2 separate regions of the Arabidopsis thaliana genome follow, and region 2 is linked to region 1. Evidence: chromatin contacts called from public capture Hi-C data. All regions are on one chromosome and are shown on one strand. The core of a region is the stretch at or near the end of the contact, and the rest is flanking DNA. Distances in the headings are between cores, read along the strand shown.

Region 1 (4,069 bases), core at 440-2,939:
GTTGTCGACTTCAACCGTTTTCTTCCTCCATTCCCCAACAGGATCAAACACAGACTCACTGTTGTGAAACCTCTGAGCAACCCTCCAATCCTCTCTAGACAACAACGGAGGAGGCAACCTCGGATTCGAATGCTCATTCGAATAGTAATAAGAGAGATACTCAGGGTGCCAACGTAACTCATCATCAGATAAAAGCTCAACGCCATTGCTAGTGGTTATACTGCTAATATTCCCAACATCTCTATGATCAGAGTTGTTATTGTTCAAGTACTGATTATCCATAGCTCTCAACAATCCTTCCACGGTAGGAGGCGCGCTTCCGCTTCTGTGAACATCAATGTCTCGTTCTCGTTCTCGGCCAAATGATTGCTGATTACGATGTTGTTGGAGCAAAGATTCGAGCTCCCTCTGGAATCGATCTTCGAGATCCACATTGGATCCTCGATTCACACTTGTCAAATTTGATCGCGTATCCATGTAGCTATTAGTAACCATCTCTTCCCTTCATCCGAATCAATATTAAACCTAATCAAATCAACACCTGCAAAAACCAGAAAAAGCCAAAAACAAATTCGTGTCGGTGTTACGAAATCGGAGAAGAATCTATCGATTTTTGAAAAAGAGTAATGATCAGAATCCGATCGCGAATCAAAGTAATGAATCACCTCTCTATCGATTTCAATGTCTACGAAGACGGAACGATAAGGTTCTCTGTTTCGTGAAAACGCAGAGGAGAGAACATTGAAGGAGAAAGTGAGAGAGGGAGTGAGATAAGAAATGTAAGTGAGGAAGATTGAGAGAAAGGGAAAGGGGATTCAAAGAATGAGAGACGAATAAGGTAAAGAAGACAAAAGAGGCAAATCATGGATGTCTGAGATCGCCTTCATCCTCTGGTAATTCTCCCAAACTGTCACACTTAACCTTTTTTAATTACATAAACTAATCTTAAAAAAGGTGATTAGAAGAAGATGCGGCTATTACGACATCGTATATCCATCTCTTTGTCTGATGGACAAATTACATAAAGTTAAAAGGATGATTAATTAATGATTAAATTTGTCACCTAAATTCAAGAATCTCTTATTAAATCGAGACAATAAATAATCACAATTTCTAACGTTTGTTTTTTTAATCAGAGAGAAGTTTGTATTTTTCGTTTATTTCGTTACGGTCATTCATTTTTCTGATAATTAATTTGTAATCTTTATACAGAAGTTTAATTAATATAGTTTATTTACAATAGAGAAATACCCTCTACGGTAATAGCATTAAAACAAATATTTAGTATGGCTTAACTCTTTTAATACTAATAATGATCAAATATTTAGTTATGTCTTACTGACTATATTCCTAAACATTTCCAATCTTAAGAGAGCAAGATTCGCACATTTTAAGAACTAGCAAAAACTCACTTGCAAATCCTCCATATTTTGAAATAATTATTTTCAATTTTATAATTTGTTAGTCTAGTTTATTAAATTAACTCGCACAAATTACTTCTATTTTTCTTAAAAAATCAAAAACACTATTGTTTGTACAAAACAGTTTTTAATCAAAAACTTACAAAGCCTATAAGAAAAATCTCTTGCAGCCCACTCAAACCATTCCTTAGAACTCGGAACTCTCTATTCATATGAAATGACCAAACCATCCCCACTTCACTTACCTTCTATGTATGGAAAGTTGTGAGGGTGAAACAGTAATTTAAAACGATATAGTTTCCATTACAGAGATTTCTATTTCCATTTTTTGATATCATTCGCAATCATTTTCTTCTTCTTCTTTCCCATGATCGTCTCTCGCTTCCCAACGCAATCTTCTTCACCCAATCTCTAAATCTCTCCTAAATTCCATGTCTCTCGCTTCCATTCGCCGTTTAGCTGCCGGAGCTGCCGTAATTGCCGCTGCATCCGGTGGCGCTGTCTACCTGTCTCCGTCGGTTGCCTCCAGCGACAAAGGAGGTGGTCCGATTCTAGATTCGTTGAGGCGTAGGCTTGGTGATCCCACCGCTTCTGTACCGTCTCGATCTGCTCAAGAGTCTGCTCTGATTGCAGCCACCGCTTCTGATCCGCTCGATGTTCTCGTCATTGGCGGTGGAGCCACCGGTTCTGGAGTTGCTCTTGACGCTGTTACACGTGGCCTCCGTGTTGGTTTGGTGGAGCGCGAGGATTTCTCCTCTGGGACTTCTTCGCGATCTACAAAGCTGATTCATGGAGGTACTTTTAATTTTTGAATTTTCTATGTGGCGTGGATTTCCGAATTTCGTATAAGAAGCTCTCTGAATTGTCTGGTAATATTAAACCATTTCTTAGTTTACTAGTTGGAATTGAGTGGTATGACCATTCAATTGACGAAATTATATTGAAGAATTTGTAGCTAGTTACTTGGTTTTTGCCACTCATTGTTGTGTTTTTGTTTGTTAATTCAATAATTGAAGGAACATACATGTTAAGGATATGTATTACATTTGCGGCTCTTGATACACCATTTGATTTAGTGCTCGTTTACACTTAGGGGTTCGTTACTTGGAGAAAGCTGTTTTCAATCTTGATTATGGACAGCTGAAGCTTGTATTTCACGCTCTTGAGGAGCGTAAACAGCTCATTGAGAATGCGCCACATCTCTGTCATGCTCTGCCCTGTATGACACCTTGTTTTGATTGGTTCGAAGTTATCTACTTCTGGATGGGGTTGAAGATGTATGACTTGGTTGCTGGACCACGGTTATTGCATCTGTCCAGATATTACTCTGCAAAAGAGTCTATTGAGCTCTTCCCCACTCTTGCAAGGAAAGGGAAAGACAAGAATTTGAGGGGTACTGTTGTGTATTATGACGGGCAAATGAACGATTCACGTCTGAATGTGGGTTTGGCATGTACTGCCGCGTTAGCTGGTGCGGCAGTTCTCAACCATGCCGAGGTTGTCTCGCTTATTACTGATGATGCTACTAAGAGAATAATTGGTGCCCGAATTCGTAACAATCTCACAGGTAAAACGACTAGCAATTTCGTGCAATTCAGTATACCTCTGCTCTGTCATGATTTGTGCAGTTTTTGATGAGATGTTTCAATTTGACAGGCCAAGAATTTAACAGCTATGCAAAAGTAGTTGTTAATGCGGCAGGACCGTTCTGTGATTCCATTAGGAAAATGATTGATGAAGATACAAAACCAATGATTTGTCCAAGCAGCGGTGTACACATCGTGCTGCCTGATTACTATTCTCCTGAAGGCATGGGGTTGATAGTCCCTAAAACTAAGGATGGCCGCGTTGTGTTTATGTTACCGTGGTTGGGAAGAACAGTAGCAGGCACTACAGACTCTAATACTTCAATCACTTCACTTCCAGAACCTCATGAAGATGAGATTCAATTTATACTGGACGCAATCAGCGACTATCTTAACATTAAGGTATATCCAGATTCAGATTAATGAGGAATAATCAATTCTATTTTTGACCCAATAGCTCTCTAACAATTCAGTTGATGATGTTATGCATCCTAAATCTTATATAGGTTCGACGTACTGATGTTCTTTCGGCTTGGAGTGGGATCCGTCCATTGGCCATGGATCCAACAGCCAAGAGCACAGAGAGTATCTCCAGAGACCACGTTGTCTTCGAGGAAAATCCTGGTCTGGTTACAATCACGGGTGGAAAGTGGACAACTTATCGAAGGTGAGGGTACTGTAAAATATAGCAGAAATTTGTTAAAGTTGTGTGATCATTGCTCATCAGTAATTTGCTTTCAGCATGGCGGAAGATGCAGTTGATGCAGCAATCAAATCGGGACAACTTAAGCCAACCAATGAATGTGTAACGCAGAAACTACAGCTTCTGGGTTCTTATGGATGGGAACCATCTTCCTTCACAACTCTTGCACAGCAATACGTGCGCATGAAGAAAACATACGGTGGTAAAGTGGTTCCTGGAGCAATGGACACAGCTGCTGCAAAGCATTTGTCTCATGCCTATGGTTCAATGGCTGACCGAGTTGCCACCATAGCTCAGGTATGGTTCTATATCCAGACTCGTTCTTCTTCATGTCCTCGGTAGGTAATATTTTGGATTTC
Region 2 (3,710 bases), core at 1,210-3,709, 55 kb after region 1:
TTCTACAGTGCATTAGATAAGAAGTATGGAAACGGTGCTAGGATGAACCGAGCAACTAACAGAGGGTACTGGAAAGCTACTGGAAAAGACAGAGAAATCCGCCGTGACATTCTGCTTCTCGGTATGAAAAAGACACTTGTTTTCCACAGTGGGCGTGCACCAGACGGGCTTCGGACTAATTGGGTTATGCATGAGTATCGCCTTGTGGAATATGAAACCGAGAAAAACGGAAACCTGGTGGTACTGTATTGTCCAAATTACTTTCGAATTTGGTTTATCTGATAATTTCCAAAAGATCTCAATTCTTTGTTTGGGTGCAGCAAGATGCATATGTGTTGTGTAGAGTCTTCCACAAGAATAACATTGGGCCACCAAGTGGGAACAGATATGCTCCGTTCATGGAAGAGGAATGGGCTGATGATGAAGGAGCTCTGATTCCAGGAATAGACGTTAAGCTCAGGCTAGAGCCGCCGCCAGTAGCCAATGGAAACGACCAGATGGACCAGGTTTGTGATTTCTTCTTACTCTGGCTTCATTACCCAAACCTTATTAGTTTCATTCAATATTTCTTGTATGCAAAAAACTCTGTTGAAATACTCTCTTTCTTAGTTTTCCATTGGGCTGAGTGAGTTTATTTAACTGCATTAGTCTATTTATGAACCAATCTACTATTTCAACGTTATTTAGTGCAAATGTACAAATTTATCTGATGCATCATTTCTCTTGTTTCACAAGATATTATATTTATTATCTGCAAAACTCTGTGTTGAAGTGAAGCTTCTCCTAATAACTGTTTCAGCGGGCTGTGACGCTAGTAACTCCATTTAGTCTGTAACCAACTCTTGTAGAAATCAACCTTATAGGTTTATCTGATGAATCAACTCTCTTGATTTAGAAGATATCTGAATTTTCGGTGGTCTTTTTTTTTTTTGTTTCTTGGGCTTTATTCTTAATCATACTGATTACAAGATCGTTCAAACTTTGCATCCTCATTTGACCAGCAATTTTACTGTGCATCATATGAACTCACTTAATTGATCAGTAAATGTTGACCAGAAGTAGAATGATTTGTTGTTTTAGTGAAAATGCAGTTTTAATCCTTCATCAGCAAAATTGATTGAAGCATTTGGTTTCAGATAATTTATGCGTCGTCTGGGGTTCACTTGTAATTTGTTGTAGGAAATCCAGTCAGCCAGCAAGAGTCTCATCAACATCAATGAGCCACCGAGAGAGACAGCTCCACTGGATATCGAATCGGACCAACAGAATCATCATGAGAATGACCTCAAGCCGGAGGAGCATAACAACAATAATAATTATGATGAAAACGAGGAAACACTCAAACGCGAGCAGATGGAAGAAGAGGAGCGTCCTCCTCGACCTGTATGCGTTCTCAACAAAGAAGCTCCATTACCTCTTCTGCAATACAAACGTAGACGCCAAAGCGAGTCCAACAACAACTCAAGCAGGAACACACAGGACCATTGTTCGTCCACAACAACAACTGTCGACAATACAACCACTTTAATCTCATCATCTGCCGCTGCCACCAACACTGCCATCTCTGCATTGCTTGAGTTCTCACTCATGGGTATCTCCGACAAGAAAGAAAAGCCGCAGCAACCGCTACGTCCTCACAAGGAACCTTTGCCTCCTCAAACTCCACTTGCATCTCCTGAAGAGAAGGTTAATGATCTCCAGAAGGAGATTCACCAGATGTCTGTTGAAAGAGAAACTTTCAAGCTTGAAATGATGAGTGCAGAAGCTATGATCAGTATTCTCCAGTCAAGGATCGATGCGCTGCGTCAGGAGAACGAGGAACTCAAGAAGAACAATGCTAATGGACAATAAAGGCTCTAAAAACATCTCTCCAGGTTACTTCTTATTGCCCTTCGCCTTTTATTTAGCTTTAATCTCCCTAATACTATGACCCATCTACATAGCTCCTCTAGACAGATTGCGAACTGTGTGAATCTCTGTTGTAACATAGGATAAAACGGATTCGAGCCCCTGAGCTGAGTGTTTTATCCTTCTTCTTTTTTTGTGTGGATGTTCTTGCATCTTTTGAGAACATTTTTTAGGTTGCTCCATTGTCATATATCATCTATCTATCTAGTCTTTTCAGACAAAAACTATCTTTAAGTTGTCTCGAGAATGTTGTCTTCATAACACACTGAGCCTTCTCTGGGGTAGTAGTGGTTAGGTACGAGGGCATAATTGTCATTTCCTTTGCATTATCATTTAGATTTCCAGACAAGAAGAACTTTCTTTGTTTAAAATAATTGGGAATTATGTTCGGTCTCCGGTAATACCGTGGTTAATGGTAAGGATATTTTCGGCTAGGATTACGAATGTGGATGCGTCAGCGACGTTAGAAGACTTTCGTTACACGTAATTTGCAATAATTTTAAAAAAGCGAAAAAGTGTTTGGTACGATTTTTTCAACTTCAAATATATTCTCTATTTATTTACTCTATTCAAACAAAATTGCATATAGTATAGAATTTTAGTCATCTTGATATTTATTGAAGTGGATAAATCTTCATTTGCGCGAACCAACCAACTACCTCAACAAATTCTAGAGACTTTAAAATTGATGACTAGTGCAAGACTTCCACGTGTCAGTTTAATAAAGACTGTCACCCGAAAACAGTCACAGCCAGTCACATGATATGCTCTCGCGGCACACTTTCCTGGAATATTAAAACCTCACGGCGTGAAACTTCTTTCGCACATTTTCTAGCTACGGTCGCTTAGCTCCGATTGGTTCGTCGTCACCATCACTCGTCTTCAACGATTTGCTTCTTTTTTTTTTCTCTCTATTTAGTCCCATTTTCCTCAATTTCTAAACCCCTTATTTCGAAATCATTGTTTTGCTCTTTCTTTTGATTCGAATTCGACAGAACAGCTCTTTTAAGTTATTCATAAACCTTGTGTTTGAGTTTTGGTCCATCGAGTATATGGGTCGTGGCTCAGTAACATCGCTCGCTCCTGGGTTTCGTTTTCATCCCACAGACGAAGAACTCGTTCGTTACTATCTGAAACGAAAGATCTGCAATAAACCTTTTAAGTTCGATGCTATCTCTGTTACCGATGTATACAAATCTGAGCCTTGGGATCTCCCAGGTCAGTTCTTCAATATGTTGATGATTTGATCGATATTGTATAGGAACCGATGATAGAATTTGAATTCTGTTTTGTATTTTGGTGGGAAATAGACAAGTCGAGGCTGAAAAGTAGAGACTTGGAGTGGTACTTCTTCAGTATGCTTGATAAGAAGTATAGAAATGGATCAAAGACGAATCGTGCGACTGAGATGGGATATTGGAAGACTACAGGGAAAGATCGAGAGATTCTTAATGGTTCAAAAGTCGTTGGGATGAAGAAGACTCTTGTTTATCACAAAGGTCGAGCTCCTCGTGGCGAAAGAACCAATTGGGTTATGCATGAGTATCGGTTGGTTGATCAAGACCTTGATAAAACTGGTGTTCACCAAGTAAGACTTTGATCTTTTTGAGTTCCTTGTTGTTTAATGGGATTTGTGTTGTTGACTTTGTTGTGGAATTGTGGGAAGGATGCGTTTGTGCTTTGTAGGATTTTTCAGAAGAGTGGCTCCGGACCTAAAAATGGAGAGCAGTACGGTGCTCCGTTTGTTGAGGAGGAGTGGGAGGAGGAGGATGATATGACATTTGTACCTGACCAAGAAGATC

What was found. Capture Hi-C pulls out chosen DNA fragments and counts their contacts.
Region 2: a capture Hi-C map of shoot shows a contact between it and region 1, with 3 times the contacts expected there. A contact is called at or near these places in 1 of 26 Hi-C or Micro-C datasets (root) and 2 of 3 other capture datasets (root and shoot).

What each region holds. Positions count from the first base shown.
Region 1 is chr3:3,214,650-3,218,718 of TAIR10.1, forward strand. It overlaps SDP6 (FAD-dependent oxidoreductase family protein), which reads left to right and starts at 1,690. Exons shown (of 6, transcript NM_111872.6): 1 at 1,690-2,216; 2 at 2,515-2,988; 3 at 3,078-3,409; 4 at 3,514-3,674; 5 at 3,749-4,007. The coding sequence starts at 1,853. It overlaps PUM4 (pumilio 4), which reads right to left and starts at 972. Exons shown (of 11, transcript NM_111871.7): 1 at 666-972; 2 at 1-541. The coding sequence starts at 495.
Region 2 is chr3:3,268,758-3,272,467 of TAIR10.1, forward strand. It overlaps NAC053 (NAC domain containing protein 53), which reads left to right and starts at 2,460. Exons shown (of 6, transcript NM_111885.4): 1 at 2,460-3,126; 2 at 3,219-3,496; 3 at 3,575-3,710. The coding sequence starts at 2,961. It overlaps NAC052 (NAC domain containing protein 52), which reads left to right. Exons shown (of 5, transcript NM_180223.4): 3 at 1-240; 4 at 321-506; 5 at 1,180-2,445. The coding sequence ends at 1,851.